Linked DNA regions of Mus musculus: region 2 is linked to region 1. The links are chromatin contacts, called in public HiChIP or PLAC-seq maps. All regions are on one chromosome and are shown on one strand. Each heading gives the region's core, a stretch centred on a gene start, on an enhancer-like site or on the middle of the called end of the contact. The rest is flanking DNA. Distances are from core to core; before and after follow the strand shown.

The links. HiChIP or PLAC-seq counts read pairs in DNA pulled down with a chosen protein or histone mark.
Region 2: an H3K4me3 HiChIP or PLAC-seq map of forebrain shows a contact between it and region 1, with 5 times the contacts expected there. The contact joins the enhancer-like site here to the promoter of Pank3 in region 1. A contact is called at or near these places in 10 of 39 promoter capture datasets (the 3T3-L1 cell line, the C10 cell line, cranial neural crest and 5 more), 2 of 15 datasets of contacts at CTCF or cohesin (embryonic stem cells and large pre-B cells), 8 of 484 Hi-C or Micro-C datasets (the AML12 cell line, LSK cells, the N1E-115 cell line and 4 more), 19 of 115 datasets of contacts at active chromatin or transcription factors (the 230-238 cell line, astrocytes, embryonic forebrain and 10 more) and 1 of 9 other capture datasets (embryonic stem cells).

The regions. Positions count from the first base shown.
Region 1 is chr11:35,768,202-35,770,901 of GRCm38.p6, forward strand. Pank3 (pantothenate kinase 3) reads left to right here and starts at 1,294. Exons shown (of 7, transcript NM_145962.2): 1 at 1,294-1,746. The coding sequence starts at 1,719.
Region 2 is chr11:36,000,070-36,002,769 of GRCm38.p6, forward strand. The region is part of intron 1 of Gm42072 (a long non-coding RNA gene); the gene reads left to right. Among named protein-coding and RNA genes, the nearest start is that of Gm42072, 3.6 kb to the left of the region's middle. Within about 2 kb of position 1,417, at least 51 of the 459 cell types and tissues checked have an H3K27ac peak or open chromatin away from gene starts, as enhancers often do. A contact at or near this core is called in astrocytes, forebrain, pancreatic cancer cells and 1 more, where this site is marked.

The sequences.
Region 1 (2,700 bases), core at 44-2,543:
GCCAGAACACCAAAGCTAACTTTCCATTATATCCACCAGTACACAGTAATTAAACCAGACCTGCCAGACCCAACTCATTCCCATAAGCTCTAACCTAGTCCCATGAGATGTAATACAGTCTCTAGAGAAAGTCATTGATCAACCGCAAGACTGGTGTCCCCATTACCCAGTCACTTCCTGAAGGCCCCACCTTCTCACACTACTTCATTGAGAAATGAAGCCTCAGTGTGAATTTTGGCTTAGAGCAACTAAATCCAAACTATAGCAATCAGCAAAGGCAGGACAGCAGAGCTCGCCAGTTAGATTGTTTCTTGGAATGCTATCTTCCAGGGCCAACTCCCCAGGGGCAAGCACATGGAGGTTCCTACCAAGCCACATATTGTCAATGACTGAATTCTTTGCCATCTAAGACATAAAAGTGGAGGAGAGGCCATGTCCTTGATACCATCTCTTCCTTTTCCGATGGATGATCTCAAATCACAAGAGGCGTAGAGAAAAGGGTATCCTGGGTTTATTCTGAGAACTGGTGCATCTAATTCTTTTCTCTGAAAGTCACTTTCCTCTTTATAATGAGGAGCTAGACTAGAGAGATCCTGTGAGGAACCTGAAAGGCATGTGCTTTCAAACGTTTTGTTTTATGAGACAGGGTTTCTCTGTAGCTCTGGGTGTCCTGGAACTCGCTCTGTAGACCAGGCTGGCCTCGAATTTCCAGAGATCTGCCTGCCTCTGCCTCCACAGAGTTCAGGGATTAAAGGCGTTGCACCACGACCATACTACAACTTTCAAGTGTTTCGACTGCCTCGTTCCTGCCGTATCTTCACAGTAAATAAAACTCGCATGTGACTCAAAAGGCTGCTAGACTACATTACATTAAATAATAATTATGTAGCAAATGTTACCATCTTTAGTGACCTTCCAACCCCAATATTCAAGGTGTTCCTTTAGCGGATGACTTATCTCATCAAACGTATTCAGTGGTCTGGACCCCTGAATTTTGACACAGCCATCACAGGGAAAAACCATCAAGAGGAAAATCTGCGACTGCGTGACAGCCACAGCGCCCTCAGAGTTCACAACCCCTCTCTTCTTTCAGCCGCTACGAGACCAGAGCCCGGGAATTGCCAGGACCGCCCACGGCTTGCTACCATTGGCGGCCTCCTTGCTGGCGTGACTAAGGCTCCGCCTCTTCCCCGCTGGGACCACTCTGAGGCGATCTCCGGAAGCGGAGGGGGGCTAGAAATAGGGGTCGAGAGGCATCCTGGGCTTTGTAGTCCGCCTGAGCATCTGCCGCAGGAGAGTGGAGCCTCACTCTACGGAGAACTACAACTCCTAGCAGCCCCGCGGAGAGCGAGGCGAGGAGGCCTGAGTCACGTGGGCGCTGGGCCTGGGCGGGCTATTTCTCAGTGCGGCGGCGGCGGCGGCGGCGGCTCGGGGGACCGGGGCCTTTTGTTCGGAGCGGCTGCGGGGGGCCACGGAGCGGCGAGGCCCGCGGCCTTCCCCGGCTCGCTCGGTCCCGGCCGCCCCTTGCGGGGTTGCTGGGCCGCCCCGTGGGCCGCCTGTGGCCTCAGGCGCCGCCGCCCCGCCCTAGGCCCGCCCCACCCGGCCTGAGGGGAGGAACCGGCCGGGCCTCGCCGCGCGGCCCAGCCAGCTCCGGAGTATTCACCTCTCCTCGCTGAGCTCTGCACCCGAGGCTACCCCTCGCGCCTTAGGCCGACGCCATGAAGATCAAGGATGCCAAAAAACCCTGTAAGATGGGACCGGGGACCCGTGGGTTGGGAAGACGGGCCTTGGAGCCTCTGGCGGAGCGGCCCGCTTTAAGCTCGCGACTGTTCTCGGACGCCAGCCAGGGAGGGAAGGGAGGGATCGCTGCAGCCCCAGGTTGCAGGCGGCGGGCTTCCCCACCCCCATGCATGAGGGCCAGGCTCCTGCGGTCCCCCTGCCCGCTGCTCTCTTGCTCCTGCAGATCTGGGAGGTGCACGGGAGAATCTTGACTCGGGTTTTACCAAAATGGGAGCACAGCTACCAGGCCCCTCTTGAAAAGAGGTAGTCATGGCTGTCAGATAGGGGTTGGTACACCACCTCCCTCCCATTTTCCCCAGTTTCTGGGTTTCCTGCGCGTGTCCTTGAAGTCCAGGTGGGTTCCTGGGAGTTGTCAGCCTTGCATTTGGAGCTGTTCAACGCTTGTGCATGTACTCTGCCTGTAGATAAATTAATGGCTTGGGCAGTTTAGAAAATCAGCTGGTTTTGTGTTTTAGGGAGCAGATAAACACCAAGGTTAAACATCGTATTTCAGCTATTTCGAACACATTAATATGGTGATAAATACCTCGAGCTTTTTTCTGTAGTTGTACATGCATATACATGCAAAGGTTCTAACCCTGTTATGAGAGACACATCAAGGTTCACAAGCTGTCTTTTAAATGCCTCTTATTCCTGCGGTTGGCTTGTTTATTGGCTCAGTCTTTGTGAATGTTGTTCTTTCATTCTCTACTAACTGGGCATGTGGGGATCTGTGTTCCTGTCATAGAGGTTTTACAGATTTTAGTGTTTTATGCCATCTACAACTGCGCCTAGAGGTCAGCTGTAAAGGGGGCATGAACATCTTCCCTGCCTGTTCCCATAAACCTCACAGACTCAGCTTCCAACGCAGTCCAGAAACATTTACTTAAAACGTGAGAGTTCTCAGTGCTTAAAGATGAG
Region 2 (2,700 bases), core at 167-2,666, 230 kb after region 1:
TTTCTTGAGCACCCAAATGTGTCCAGCCCTACCGGGACAGAAAGGACCAGGAGTGAGTCTGCAGCCCCTGTGTGTTACCTAGGCAGTGATCCTCCTGGGAGTCCTCCCATTTCTCACCAATTGCAACCAGACAATTAAAGGTCTTCCTAGCAACAGAGGGAGGAGCAGGGTCTCTCTGCTGTTGCCATGGTTGCTGGTAAGGATGCAGACTTGGGATGAAGCAATACGTGGAGGAAACCTCTCTGGGAGAAAAAGGCCACATGAGTGTTGGAGTCAAGATGGCACCTTGTGGACTTCCTTTCAGCCCTAGAACCTCCCATGCCTGAAATCAGCCATGCTCGTGCCTTCCTAGTGTTCCTTTAAATTCAGGTTCCGTCACTGATGAGCACAAATCTCTTGGTTAATACCGTGATACCCTTTGGGGTCTGTTTCTAGCCTTCATCCTCTCTTAAAATTTTTTTTACAACAGGAATTTGTCTAATTCCTGTCATTTGTAAACACAACAGATTTCATCAGGCCAAGGGCTCTCACCTCAGGATAAAAACAGCTTTTGTGGGAGATAAGGCCGAGATAAGGGCTTCTGGAGGGAGTGGCCAACCCTGCAGGTCAGAGATAGTTACCAATAGCAGGAGACAGATCCGGCTATGGAGGGGTGGGCTCTGCCTGTGGGGTTTACTCTGTTAGTGGCCTCTCTAGGCCAGTTTCCTCATCTGCCCCCCAGTGTGTGGGAGGTTCAAATGAGGTCAGCTAATTTGAATGACAGGGTCTGTGAATGCATGAGGTCATTTTTACATCCCCCTGGGATTGGGCTCAGAGGGAGAAGAGGCAGAGGAGGGAAGGGGAGAGAGGTTGGAGGTAACGCCTCACTAAATCTAAGGTGGGTGGAGAGCCAGCGATCTTTTTAAGAAGGCTGAAAATAGCTTGCTACAAAGCACTAGCCAGCGGCTTCCTTGTACAAGTTTTTTTTTTTTTTTTTTTTTTTAAACCGCAGGGTGCTAGGGTGAGGTGTTCTTATCTCCACTTCTTAGAGAAGAAGTTGGGGAAAGTGCTCAGACTTAGCTGGAGAGGGGGGTGCAACTGGAATTTCAACCGAAGCTTCCTCTTCATACTTTCTCACACATAGCCCAGGTTGGCTTTGAATTCCCTGTCTGTTGCTCCTTCACCTCTAAGTGCCGAGACTACCGCAATGCTTTTATATTTATTTTAGGAACGAGAAAAAGTGAGGTCACGACTAGGGATGCGAAGGACGTTTGGGAATGTACCCGGCTGGTGCTTGAGAAGCGGCAAGGAGAATCGGTCGGTCTGTTTCCTGGCTGCTATGCAACCGGGCTTCTCCCTATCCAGAGTCTTGTAGCTCACCCCTGAGTTGGAAAGCCTCTCTCGGCAAACAGAGAGCCTAGCAAGATTTAGCGGGAAAGTCTGCCATCTGGTGGCCAAAGGGAGGAGCTCACGGCTTGGGAAAGCGCGGCGTTGGAGAATAGATGTAGACAGCATTTGAAGTGGCGAGGGCTGCGGGAACAGAACAAGGCTGCCTAGCTGTCTCAGCATTCAATGTGGGGCCTGGGTGTGCGCAGGACGGAGCAGAACAGTCCTTATTAATAGTCCCCCACCTCGTCCGCCTCCTGAATAGTGAGTGTCCTTTCCTCTAGGGGCTGGAGAAGGTGAAGGACCCAGAGCAAGGTCTTAGCAGATTTCCTGCTTTTTAGTTCAACTCTTTGGACACTGTCACCAACTCCTAGCTCAGCTCCTAGCCCGAGTCTCACGCCTGTTCCTTCCGCCCGCGGAGTGAGGAGGAATTTATCTGCGTCCCGCCCCTCCGGTTTTTAATTCTGTCCCTCATGCTGCTGGCAAGTGAAGATGCCCAGGGGCTCTACACCTGGCTTCTAATTTAGAGAAATCCTGACTAAATGGGCCTAGGGGCTTCTGTCAAAGGCTCCCAGATGATTCCTGCATCTCGTTCCCTGGTGCTGAGGTGAAACCCAGGGCCTTTGTGCTTGCCGGGCAAACTTCTATTCCTGCGCTACATCTCCCTCATGTGATGTCACAGCTAGCCCCTCTGTAGCCTTCCTACCTTCAGGCGATCTACTTGTACTCTCTCCATTTGTGAGGACTCTGACTCATTTTAGCATCATCTCATTTCCTGGCCTTGTCGGCTGGTGTCTAGATTAGATGTCCATGGAGACAACAGGGTCTTCTCAGGGCTTCTTGCTCTAGTCTGTCAACTTTCCCACCAGCTCTGACCCCACTGTATCCCACGACTGTCTTGGGAGTTCGTCTCACCCCTGACGGAGCGCTTTCTGGGCAAGTTTTATTCATCTTTGCATCGTCCACTTCTGACAGTGCCGGGGACGAGCCGTGCCTGGTGACTCGGGATGTCGATAAATGGATAAATGCTCGAGCTGATTCCGCCTAGTCGGACAGGCAGACTTCAAGTTGCTGAGACCCTCGACCTTCTAAATGTCACTCTTTCTGACAATCCCTTAAGGCCGTGAACACGGGTCAGATGCTGAAAGCACTTGCTGCAGCTGCCTGGACCTGGGAGGGTGGGAGGGGAGGGGCTCTTGACAAGGTGACACACAATGTGCGGGGGGTGTGTGTGTGTGTGTGTGTGTGGGGGGGGGTGAAGTCCCAATCCCCTAATCCTGCCTAGCTGCTGCATGAGAGCTCCCCTCCCCACTCTTCAAAAAAACCAAACCAAAC